2 separate regions of the Hordeum vulgare genome follow, and region 2 is linked to region 1. The links are chromatin contacts, called in public Hi-C maps. All regions are on one chromosome and are shown on one strand. Each heading gives the region's core, a stretch centred on a gene start, on an enhancer-like site or on the middle of the called end of the contact. The rest is flanking DNA. Distances are from core to core; before and after follow the strand shown.

Region 1 (6,600 bases), core at 1,756-4,255:
GTTAGAAATATGCCCTAGAGGCAATAATAAATTAGTTATTATTGTATTTTCTTGTTCGTGATAATAGTTTATTACCCATGCTAGAATTGTATTGATTGGAGACCCAAATACATGTGTGGATACATAGACAACACACTGTCCCTAGTGAACCTCTAGTTGACTAGCTCGTTGATCAAAGATGGTCAGGGTTTCCTGGCCATAGACAAGGGTTGTCACTTGATAACGGGATCACATCATTAGGAGAATGATGTGATGGACAAGACCCAAACTATGAACGTAGCATATGATCGTGTCAGTTTGTTGCTACTATTTTCTACACGTCAATGTATCTGTTCCTATGACCATGAGATCATGCAACTCCCGGACACCGGAGGAATACCTGTGTGTATCAAACGTCGCAACGTAACTGGGTGACTATAAAGGTGCTCTACAGGTGTTTCCGAAGGTGTCTGTTGGGTTGGCATGAATCGAGACTGGGATTTGCCACTTCGTATGACGGAGAGGTATCTCGGGGCCCACTCGATAATACAACATCACAATAAGCCTTGCAAGCAATGTGACTAAGGAGTTAGTCACGGGATCTTGTATTAGGAAACGAGTAAAGAGACTTTCCGATAACGAGATTGAACTAGGTATGGAGATACCGACGAACGAATCTCGGGCAAGTAACATACCGATGGACAAAGTGAACAACATACGGGATTAACTAAATCCTTGACATAGAGGTTCAACCGCTAAAGATTTTCGTAGAATATGTAGGAGCCAATATGGGCATCCAGGTCCCGCTATTGGTTACTGATCGGAGAGTGTCTCGATCATGTCTGCATAGTTCTCGAACCCATAGGGTCTGCACACTTAAGGTTCGGTGACGATATAAGTATAGTTGAGTTGTTATGTTGGTGATCAAATGTTGTTCGGAGTTTCGGATTAGATCATGGACATGACGAGGAGATCCGGAATAGTCTGGAGGTAAAGATTGATATATGGGATAATAGTGTTTGGTCTCCGGAATGGTTTCGAAATTCACCGAAAGGGGTTTCAGATGTTACCCGAATTGTTCGGGTACAAGAACACTTTATTCGGGCCAAGGGGTAAAGCCCACGAGGCTTTAGGAAGGTGCAAAAGGATTTTTGCGAAGGCCACGGGCCAGACGCCATGGACCGTGGCGTTTGGGGCCAGACGCCGAGGACCCTGGCGTCTTGTCCTGGAGTCTGAGGAGGACTCTTGCCTTGCGTGCCAAACCAACTTTGAGGAGGCCCTTTCTCCAAGAAACGACCCAGGGCTCAACATATAAATAGAGGGGCATGGCTAGCACCCGGGACACATCAAGATTGCCCCAAGCCGTGTGCCGGCAACCCCGCCCCTCTAGTTCATCCACTGTCATAGTTTTCGTTGTGCTTGGCGAAGCCCTGCGGAAATAGTTTCACCACCATCGACACCACGCCGTCGTGTTGCCAGAATTCACCTACTACTTCGCCCCTCTTGCTAGATCAAGACGGCGAAGACGTCATCAAGCCGTACGTGTGCTGAACGCGGAGGTGCCGTCCGTTCGACACTAGATTGGGATGGGATCGCGGGACAGATCGTGATGAGATCGCGGGACGGACTGCGTTTGGATCGCGAAGATGTCCCACTATATCAACAACGTTATATACGCTTCCGCTTAGTGATCTAAAAGGGTATGTTGATCCAAACTCTTCTCTCGTAGATGATCATCACCATGGATAGGGCTTGCGTGTGCGTATGAATTTTTTTGTTTCCCATGTAACGTTCCCCAACAGTACTCCTTTCAAAGATCACCCCACATCTCGAGGTTGTGATATGTGGCACACTGAATGCGTGACACTTGTCGCAACCGATGAGTTTTTTTTCGTAGATTCGTATTTTCAAAATGTTTTATTTCCTAAACCATGCGTCCAAATCTTGAACCTTTTTTACCGTTGGATTTCTCGCGTCTAGATCTTCAAAACTAGATCCCATGTTGATAGGTTTGACGATTTTTTTTTTCACGAAAAATCGGACCAAAAAAACTATGCCTCTCACAATAGGAAAAAACCGAGAAAACACGTTTTCCGCGTTTTTTCTTTCCGAGAGGCACGACCGTGCCTCTCACGAAGTCAAAATCGTGCCTCCCGCAGAAACAAAATCGTGTCACTCGCGAAAAATGCGTTATTGTTCCCTTTCCGTAAGTCACGTGCTTGCCTCTCACGAAGGCAAAATTGTGCCTCTCGCGGAAGCAAAACCATACCTTTCGTAAAAAGAAACAGAAAACACGTTATTTTTCCCTTTCTAAGAGGCACAGCCATGCCTCTTGCGAAGGCGAAACCGTTTCTCCCACGGAAACAAACCCGTGCCTCTCGCGGAAGCAAAACCATGGCTCTCGCAAAAAATAGAAAACAAGTTTTTTTCGTTTCCGACATGCATGGCCGTGCCCCTCACGAAGACAAGACCGTGCCTATCGCAGAAAAACAAAAAACGCGTCTTCTTTCGTAATTTTTTCGTCAAAAAGCTAAGCAAGACCGGTGAAAAACCAAAACATAAAAAAAATAAAAAATCAAAAAAATAATTTAAAAGCCGAAAACGCATGTGAAAGAATAAAAAACAAAATCTGAAAAAAGCGCTCAGAACACGATAAGTGGGACGGTTGAAAACGCATCAAGTGGCAACGCATAGAAGTGCTCACTGAGAGGTTTTCAAAGAAGATAAAATTTGTTAAGAAAAGCTCGCTAACTAGTGACTTTCGCGCTGCTGGACTGAGGGCGCCTCACGCGTCAAATAGGGGCTCCCGGGCGAGATGTAGGACGCCCCTTTAACCCACGCCTGAAGCGCGAAATAGGGAATGCATAAATTGAGGAAGAAGCAGATCGTCGCCGCTATGCGTGGTGTTCCGGATGGTAGTGGCCCATTCGAAATTCAGCCTGCTTAATGGGTTCCCTCCACATCAAACACCGATGATACCCCAAACGCCTAGTACTTAATTTCCCTCCCTCCTTCCCTCGTTTTCTGCTCTCTTTCTCTTTCGTCCCCCCTTCCCCCTTCTCTCTCCCTCTATTCCCCTCCTTTCCCACCTCCCTAACCCCACCCACCTACCTCCCGCCGCCGCCGCCGCCGCCGCCGCCGCCGGAACCCCATCTCCGGCGGTCCCCCCGATGCCCTCCTGTCTTCTCTGAAGCCGAAGCCGCCCATCACTCCCGGGAGTTGGGGGTCCCGCAGCGCGCGATCGCGAGATCGGGCTTATGTCGGGGGGCGGCAGGCCGCCGGCTGCTCAGAAAATCCTGCAGTCGCTGCGCCCACCCCCGGTGTTCTCCACACCATCGCGGCCTCCCTTCGCCTCACCCGACGACTACCATCGCTTTCATGCGCCGACTACCCCTTCTGCCTCCGGCTCAGGCGGCATCGGCGCCGGTGGTGTTGGCGGCGATATTGATGAGAGGCTTGTTATCCGGACGCAGGTGAGATACTTGTGCTCCACAAGGAGCTCTCGATTTATCCGTTTCTGTTTTTTTTTTGCTGGTGTTGCTGAGCTTGTGCGTGATTTGAGCTGTTTTTGTAGACACCAAATGGTTGCTGAGCTTGAGGGTTTTGTTGGGTGTATGTGCTGATTTGAGTATATCTTAAGGATCCACTTGCAGATTCCTTATTTTTTCTCAATTTCTTGTCCTCCCCAAAGTTGTCTCTGTTTTCGGAAGCTTGAATGCCCAGTGCCTACAATCATTTACAAGTTAGATAAACATGGACTATGTTAATTGTGTGACGTGGATCCGCAAAATAAATATTCATGTCATGTTGTTGTTGTCGTGCCACAGCAAGAATTGGAATGGTCTGTCAAATCTTCAATGTTACAAAGAGGAAGAGTTCTGTCACCTGTACATGTACATGTTGCCTGCAGCGAGGTCCTGAATAAACAGATACTTAGGCAACATATGGTAATAATATATAGTCCCATTAATACTTGCCAACTGCTTCCGCATGGCATGGCATGGCTGGCAGTAAGAATTAGTTGAACCGCAATTTATATGTATTCTTTGCTCTGCAAAAATTCGTTTGAGCCCGAACAGAAACGATTGATCGGTTTATGTTGGTATATGTATGTTTTGGGTGCTCAACCCTTCTCTGCAGCCTGTATGATGGATGACTGGATGCAACATGTGTGTCTAGCACCTCGAGCAGTTTAATAATAATATAATATCATCAACTGAACAAATTTCAGCAAGTAACAGTGAAGAGCAGCTGAGTTCCATTTGCCGCTTATACCTGATTCTGTGCAAGCTCGAACTACCAACTGTTGAAGACATGCATCTCTGATAGGGAGATAGTTATCATGTACATTTTATTGCCCTCAACTGAATAAAGTTTAGGTCAAAGCTTCAACTAGTCATAGGCTACACTGTTTCAATGGTCTATAAATACTCTGAATCTAATGAACTAGTTTGGTGTAGGATTATCCACTGTTCAAAAAAGTGCTATTAGGCGCTCGCCTAGGCGCGCTTAAGCGCTGGGCATTGGCCTAGCACCTCGCTTTGGCCCAAGGCGCTCAAAAAAGCGTCCGGCGAGGTCCTCCGGCGAGATATCAGTCTCTCCGGCAAGGAATCATGTTTCTCAGGCGAGAAATCAATCTGCCCCGTGAGGATCCTACCTCCCCTGCGAGGATTAATCCTAGCCGACGAGGGATTCAGCTACTCCGACGACAAATTGACTGATTCCGGCGAGGGATCAGCTTCTCCGGCGAGGGATCTAGCTTCTCTGGCAAGGGACAGAGGAAGAGGGAGAGAAGCAGCCTCATGTAGCAAGGGAGAGAGGACGAGGGGAAGAGGCGACGTGAGGAGGAAATCTAAATTTCCTGTTGACTGCACCATACAAGAGCTTTAATAGGAGGATATGAAGATGGGCCTGTGGTTTAATGGGCTAGGCCAGCCCATCTAGCTTATTTCTTCATCCTGCAGTACTAACGCCTAATTGCGCCCAATTTCACCTAATCACGCCTAAGCTAGAAAAGCGCAAGTAGGTGGCCAAACGCATAATTAACGCCTAGAGCTTTTTTGAACTTTGGGATTATCACATAACGTAGGTAACTATTTTGACTGTCATTACTGTTGAAGGATTCTTATGCTGGTATCTTTTATGCTAATTGTTTGCTGCAAATACATGCTTCAGCTCTCATTTTTACAAGCTGTTTACTCGTTTCACAATACACTTGTGTTTTTGCATGCGATTCTGTCATTGTAATACCACTGTCAAAGTTGTCTCTATGTGGATTCTAAGTGTATAAAATTAGGTTCAATTGTGCAGTAAAATTATATAGTGCCACTATGGAGATGCCAATTACTCCTAGTTCTTTGTGTTTCTTCTAGGTTACATTCAGGAATTCTGCTTTCAGGACATAGGATTTTGTGTGTGATTTAGCTGATGCATTTTCTCCAAATCTGTAATAGTTAATGATAGACATCCTTGCTGGACGTCAGCTAGTCTGTCTTACCATTATATAACACCCTCTTCTGCAGCTAAAAAGAAAAGCCACACGTGAAGAAAATAATGTGACTGAGTCGAGTGACTGTATGATTGTCACCACTGGAGTTACTGGCAATCCACTACTCACCCCAGTCTCCGGAAAAGCTGTTAAGAATTCTAAATCAAAGGCTAAGAACAATAAAGCTGGGCCTCAGACACCTACGCCAAATGTTGGTAAGTGAAAACTTCTTTAGTGCCATTTGCTCTGAAGTCCAAACTCTTTTTTGCCTATGTATTCAGGCAACAAAAGATTAAACATGCACATCTTTTTATGTACAGGCTCACCACTCAATCCATCAACTCCTGCTGGTACTTGCCGCTATGACAGTTCGTTAGGTGATGACAATATTCTCCATCTATATGATTATGTAGGATGAGATGTTACAATTTAGCATTCTGGAAGAACTCGAATTTCTAGTTACTCTAGGCAGCTATGGTAAAGTAAATACTCTGCATTGGCTTGCTTTTTTCATCGGGATTAAGTCCCTTCTTATAGGAGAACTAACTTGGCCATCAAGGCAAAACTAAACTGATTACAATCTGGACTCTTTCTCTCTTTATCTATTCAGACTATGAAGTTTTTAGCTAATTAGATTTGGCCCTACAGCTATAAGTCTGCCCCCACATAAACATCACTCCCCTTCTCGAAAAGCAGCTCGTCCTCGAGTTGGAAGGAGGGAAAAGCGAGCAGTGAACTCGTCAAACAGCTCCCAGGGTGTGTCATCTTCAGAAGTACCCACCATTGGAACTAAATCTGCTTGACACCACTACGTAGGCTGCCACAAAGAACTTTGGCAGGGGCAGGCACGACACGACCATCTTCAAACTCAGGCAACACAAGAGTTGTAGCGGGGGGGGGGGGGATCCCTGTGGAACTTCTTGAACATGGTGACATCAGCACATCCAGTAAATGTGTACCAACAGGGAGGGCAAGTTTGTATGCGACTGAGCCGATGCGCTCAAGTACCTGAAATGGCCTGTAGAAACGAGGTGCCAACTTGCCCTGCTGGTAGGGACGCTGCTGGCCGATGCTGAAGGCGAAAGCATGTCCACTTGCTGATGTCAAAGGAGAGCTCTCGATGCCTACTGTCA
Region 2 (6,600 bases), core at 1,948-4,447, 850 kb before region 1:
CATGTCCTACTCGAGCAACATGCCGATTTTCTGAAGAGCAAGAACCTTCCGATGTCTGGATTCTGGAAGACCGCAGCAATCCATTCAGATAGAGAAAATCCCATTTCAAATCAAATTCCAAATTCCATCAAGAGTGGATGAAGTATAAACACGAAATCGCGCCAGGCTCCAGCTTCCCTAATCTGTTAACGGAAATAATTTGCTACCCATGGTGGTAGCTACACACGGCCCAAATTTTTATCTCTAATTATTTTGGTAAATTATTTTGGACTATGAAAAAAATTGTAATTAAAATATGATGACTTTGGACCAGTCAAGCAAGCAAACAAGCAATTATGCCAAACAGCAAGCAAAAGGACAGAGAAGTGAGAAACGTCATTGTTACACAACAAAATGACACTTGTGTCAAAAAGTAAAACAAAATACAAAGGAAGTGAGAAACAGTCATTTCTATTCCACAAGCATGCACTTATGCCAATGCAATTGAAATCCGACACCTCGTATATAAAAAGGGGCACTTATGCTAGAGGGTCTGTAGCTACCATCATGCATAGGAAATCGCCTCTCAATCTGTTAACAAGGCGAGAATATACCCTCTCAAACAAGCTCCAAGGCAAATCGGAGAAGCTTGGTTTGCGCCGTCAATATCTCGCGAACAGAAACCAGAATAATTCCGAAGGACAACCTAAGCAAACGGTTCCCAAAACCTGCCCTAAAATGCGCAAACTCTCAAACACTCGAACTCCAAACTTCCCGTCAGCACCGGCCCTGAGCATGTGCAACTAGTGCAGCCGCACAGGGCCCCCGATTGCTAGGGGCCCCAGCCCAGGTATGCACATAGGCCAAGGTGCGACCGAGCGGGTGCACGATCGAGGCATCGAGCGCAGCATTCACTCAAAAGAAGAACCGATCCTAGACTCCTAGTGCAGGCCATCTCGCCTCCCCGTCTTCGCTCAACTCTCTGTCTCTCTCCTCGACTCCTCGTTGCTCGTTCTTCTTCTTCGCCCAATCAGGCGACCATGGTGTGCCGCCCTGCCGTTGAGACTTTGGACGAAATTAATGGAGGAGAAGATTACTGCATTGATCTCCAACATGCCCCTCCTAAATTTGCAGCGGTCGGTAAAATTCCTCTCTATGTATTCCTAGGTTTATTCGTTTCTCCCCATCCGATTCGGCTCGATCTAATTCTCCCTGCCATCCCGTGATCCCCTCTTCCAATGGCTTGATACTTGAGTCTTGAGAGAGAAGGGGACTGAAAAATGTTCGATCTGAAAGAGAAAAAGGGGACTTGAGTCCGAAGAAGGTTTATAGGCTGGTGGATTTGGATTCATCTCAATCTCATCAGGGTGACAAGCAACATCACAATAGACAGCAAGTAACCAATCAACCTGGCCATAACTCTCCAGGTGCTCTGGTTTCTTTTCTTTTTTTGCCTTAGTTTATCCGTACTGTTTGTGTGCTATATTTTTATGCTAACATGTCATCTAAAAGACCTATGTCTGGGCATGAAAAGCGACAAAAGAGAAAACTAGCAGCCATGGTTTTTAAGGCGTTTGGGGGGGGGGGGGGGGGGGGGGGCTCTAGGCGCTTAAAGCGCGAGGCGACGCCTTAGTTCACTTTTGAAGCAGCAGAGCAGTGAGGGGCGGAGAGGAAAGAGACCATGGGCAGCAGAGCAGTCGTACTTTGTTGCCCTGCTGGGGGAGGGATGCGCCAGGGGAGGAGAGGCCTGGAAGCTTGGTCGGCGATGGAGAGGAAGCTGGACGAGGGAGGAAACTTGGCCGGCGGACGGGATCTGGGAGGAGGGGCTGGCCGCCTGAGAGGAGAGAGCTCTTCTCTCTCTCTCGGATTGATTTTCTGTCACCGGTGTGTCCCCACTCTCTCTCCCATCTATTTCACCTCAGATTGGCCTCCAATTTCTATCCAATCCCGTCCAATTTCTGTTTCCCACCCCTCCACTCACCAGTTCCCGCCCAATCCCGCCCAAGGCGTCCAAATTGGACCAAGGCGACGCCTCCCCCGCCTAGGCGACGACTTGGAAGCCTCAAGAAGGGAATCTGGATGCCTTGGTCCATGGTCTAAGGCGAGGCCGATGCCTCGCCTTCTCTGGGCGCTTTGACGCCTAGGCATGGACGCCTTAAAAACAATGCTAGCAGCTTAAAAATTAGAAATCCAAAAGGGATCTATTCACAAAAAAATTTCAAACATCTCTATTGCTTATCGAATTTTATTTACTATACTTGTGATTGTAGCGTCTGCCGAGCGTAGTTTTCCAAAATTATAATTGTTAAAAAATTACTTGAGATCAACAATTTAACAAGAGATTGAACGGTTTAGCTACTATATGCATTGAGAAGGATCTACTGGACCAAATTAATGTTAACAGTATTATTAATCACTTTGCATCAAAAAATGTTAGAAGAAAGTGTTTTAGGTAACTACTACTCCCTCCATTCCTAAATATAGGTCTTTTTAAAGATTTCAGTAAGGGACTACATACGGAGTAAAATGAGTGTATCTACGATCTAAAATATGTCTATACGGATGTCTATACACATCCGTATGTAGTCTCCTAATAAAATCTCTAAAAAGACTTATATTTAGGAACGGAGGGAGTAAAATATAAGCAATTGCTTCTAAAATTTTATGTACAAAGGCCCCACTATGTGAACTTGCACCAGGGCCCTGAAGTGTCAGGGCCGGCCCTGCTTCCCGTACGCTCACACATCGGCAAATACAACTCGACTCGAACGCAACTACCGACCCAATCATCCATCCAACCAACAAGTAAACCAGAGCAAGCGATTCGAACGAGGGAACAGTCGTACCCTGGCCTTCATGATGTCCTTGAGCCGGACGAGAGCCGCGATGCCATCTTCCTTGGCCGCCGCAATCCCTTCGGCTAGCACCGCCACGCTCCGCTCCGCCGCCAGCACCCGCGCCGCCGACTCCTTGGCCATGTTCAGCATGATTGCCGCGTACGCCTTCCGCAGCCCCTCTAACTGCGCACACAAAAAGACCTCGTCAGCGCGAAGCAGGCTGCGATGGCGCCGGCGGCGGGAGGTTTCGGTTTTGGGGGCGGAAAAATTCACCTGCGAGACCGCCATTTTTTTTGAGCGGAAGGAAAGCTGAGGTGGAAGGAAGGCGGTTGGAATAGGAGGGGAAATGGGTTTGGGTAAAGCGAAGGTGGGCGCGGCCGCGGCCGCTCTACTGGTTTTCGCTACTGGATGCTGACGTCCGTTGGGGGGCTCGTTTCCATTTTTTGCGCCCCTTAGTTTTAGGGACCGAGGCGGGGACGGAAGCTCAACTTTCCTAGGTCAACTCCATCGCACGAATCTAAACGATTTGTTCAGATTTTGTCTGTTTGAATAGGACAACGGGATCGTGTCCGGACCTGTCCTGGGATGCGCTGGTCATGCGCCTAGCGCGCGGCTGCATCCGTTTGCCCTATCATGTCCGCCAGGGTCTAAAATGCTCATATTTTCATATCAAAACAAGTTTGCACATCAACCCAATCGAAATTGTCTCTAAATAAAATAGTTTTACAACAAAATCAAAATCGTCTTAAATGAACATAAAATGAACAAATACATCTATTGATTGTCAATATGATCCCACATGTGTTCAACCAAGTCATTTTGAAGATCTAAATGAGTATGTCAATCACGCAGCTCACGATGGGACTGGACAAATGGTTGAAACATGGTCGGTTCTTGGTGCAGGGGCTCAACATTTTCACCTTGATAATCAAATCCTTGGTCGAAGATACTGACATCACCCTCGTCCTCGACGATCATGTTGTGCATGATCACACAAACAGTCATCACATCCCAAAGCTTCCTTTCATCCCATGACAGTGCAGGGTTTCGAACGATACCTCATCGGGATTGAAGCACACCAAAAGCACGTTCCACATCCTTTCTACCACTCTCTTGCATTTGGGCAAATTTCTTTCTCTTCTCACCTTGAGGGTTCGAGATTGTCTTCACAAAAGTTGGCACGTTCCATATGCAAGCATGCGGATGGCCGCGGCGCATTTCTGGTAAGAGGAGAATCCTAGCTTGCCAAGGGCATTCATCTTGCACTCAAAGTATGGGTCATGAGCAACCACTCCCTCTCGGATACGATTGAACACATGTCTTGCCATACGAAAACGGCGACGGAATTTATCCGGCTTGAAGAGCGGGGTGTTCTCAAAGTAACCGGCATAGAGCAGGGCCTGGCCTCTCTCCCTGTTGCAGTTCAGGTTGGGAGCATGGCCAGGGAGTGACCCCCTGTACCGAGAAAGCTGTCGTTGAATGTGGTTGTGAACCACCACTGCAGCCACCACAAGATCTTCATCATCCGATGACGAATCGTCCGATGAATAAATGAAGTGGTGGAAGAAAAACTCATCACCACTATCCATACCTTTGCGGGCAAAGTGTCGAACACCTTGCGGTCGTGGTGGCAAAGAGGTCGCGATGATCACCTCGATGCAGGGGTGGTTGGCTGCCGGCTACTGGCCGCTCTGGAGCACTCGCCGGAAGCTGCCGTGGCCGCCGTGGTACGTCGCCTGCGGTCATATCCACTCTGTCGCCGGCTACGACGGCGACGGCCAAACCTCCTCCGATCGACGCCTAAACTACGGCAAAAGCGCGGGCGTGGTGGCGGCCATGTCGAGACATGGTTTGCTATGGATGGCGGGGGGCTGAGGTGGCCGGAGAATAGCGGCGACGCCGTCGGCGGGGCAGGCGGGAGAGGGAGTGGAGGCGTTGGAATCGAATGGGAATACTTGTGTCCCCGACACGCGGGCCACGGGCGGACAAGGGCGTGCAGCGAGCGCGTCCGCGTGATGTCCGTTTCCCCCAAACTCGACGCAAGTTTGGGTCGGGGATGGGTCGAAAACGGACGAAATCCAAACATTTGTTTGTTTGGGTCCGCGCATTAGGCCGCGCTATTCGTCTGTTCTACCCCAAACAGACGCACCCGGACAAGATGGGGTCGCGCGGTGGAGTTGGCCTAATGTTCTACGGCTGGATTTGGTTTGTTTTCTCTTTTGACTTAGAACCTCCGTATTTGAGGTCGTGTTGCATGTGTGTGTATGTGTGTGGATTTGGTTTTATGTTTATACTTTTGGTCTAGTGATTTACTTTATATATAAAACGGGACAAAAGCCTTTTTTGGTAATGTTTTACGGCTGGCGGAGAGGTCCCGCGGCTTTGTCTATATTGCATTCTAGTGATAAAAAAGGTCTTACATTAACGATGTGTTTGGATGTGTGTATTCGAGACCTCCATATTGTATTGGTTTCAGTTCCATTCAGCCACAAACAAGGGCGGATCCAGCCCTGCGGGGTGCCTCGGTCCTCTTTGTACACTGTAGCGATTGCTATAGTATTTTGCCACCCTATACGTAGGGTTTGGTCCTCATGTCGTGGGACCGGCCCCCCCGACCTCGGCCCTAGATCCTTCGCTGGCCAGAAATTTGTAGTGGACATTAATACGAATCTGGTTGTTTGGATGACGAAAATGTCCTGAAGTTTCAATGCATTATCGTGGGATGTCAAATTATAAAATTGCATATCTACATTAGAATATGCATTAAAACAGTAGTTGTATGACTATAATTGGTTGATTATATAGTAAAAAATCATAAATTGTTTAGAATTAAGGATGACATCATATAATATTGACACAAAAATAATTTTACACCAACAAGATACAACACACATATAGTTTAAATAGGTCTTCGAAATTCTCAACGACACATGGTTCCAAATGTAACAACACAATTGTTCGGATAAGTTGAAGTTCAACATTACATAGTTCGAAATGCAACATACAAAATAGTACGGAAAGCATAACTTGCATAACTTCAAGGCAGTAATAGCAGCCAAGCCTTCCTCATGTGCATGAGCAGCTCCATTAGAGCTTCAAACAAGCATTTATTAAGAATCAACTTTTCGTAAGAGTGCAACATGTACGCTTCTGCCAACTCTGGTATTAACTCAAGCATAGCAAGTATTTCAGAAGGAGTGGTAACCTTTGGCAATGGAAGTGGATCACTTGTCTTCAAAGCATCCTTAAAAGTAGTCCTCATTTCTCCAACCATGCACACAATGGATCACCTGTTCGTTGTCTCTTTGGTACCGTTTTTGGAGAGTTTTCAATTGGTTCTTCGAGATTTGTAGCAGTCTCAAACACCTGTCTTGAAACATTCACCATCAGCAGGATCTTTTGAACATATAATAGATATGGCTTCTCGCTGCTTCACTACTTTGGTCTTGTACGAAGGTAATGCTTTCTCTTTCTTATTAGCCTGCACAAAAGTAGTCCTAAGCCTTCCTAATATGGTCACCTTCGCGATATCCTTATTACACTTTTCCATCACACTCTTGATAGTTGCAATGTACACATGTGCTTTCCATCCATTTTGTGAATGGTCACCCATGTGAAGGGAAGGGCCAGCGCCACAGGGGACTGCCATCATCCGCATCAGATGCGATCTAGCCGCAGCGAGCGGCATCGGAGGAGGGGATGTTGGAATTATGCCCTAGAGGCAATAATAAATATAGTTATTGTTATAATTCATGTATCAAGATAATCGTTTATTATCCATGCT

Evidence for each region. A called contact is a pair of places that touch in the nucleus more often than the background predicts.
Region 2: a Hi-C map of leaf shows a contact between it and region 1, with 6 times the contacts expected there. The contact joins the promoter of LOC123403772 here to the promoter of LOC123401733 in region 1. A contact is called at or near these places in 3 of 6 Hi-C or Micro-C datasets (leaf and seedling) and 1 of 1 datasets of contacts at active chromatin or transcription factors (embryo).

The regions. Positions count from the first base shown.
Region 1 is chr6H:272,419,474-272,426,073 of MorexV3_pseudomolecules_assembly, reverse strand. It overlaps LOC123401733 (transcription factor E2FA-like), which reads left to right and starts at 3,005. Exons shown (of 14, transcript XM_045095588.1): 1 at 3,005-3,452; 2 at 5,502-5,682; 3 at 5,788-5,844. The coding sequence starts at 3,237.
Region 2 is chr6H:273,267,673-273,274,272 of MorexV3_pseudomolecules_assembly, reverse strand. LOC123403772 reads right to left here and starts at 3,197. Exons shown (of 6, transcript XM_045097683.1): 1 at 3,090-3,197; 2 at 2,826-2,999. The coding sequence starts at 3,104.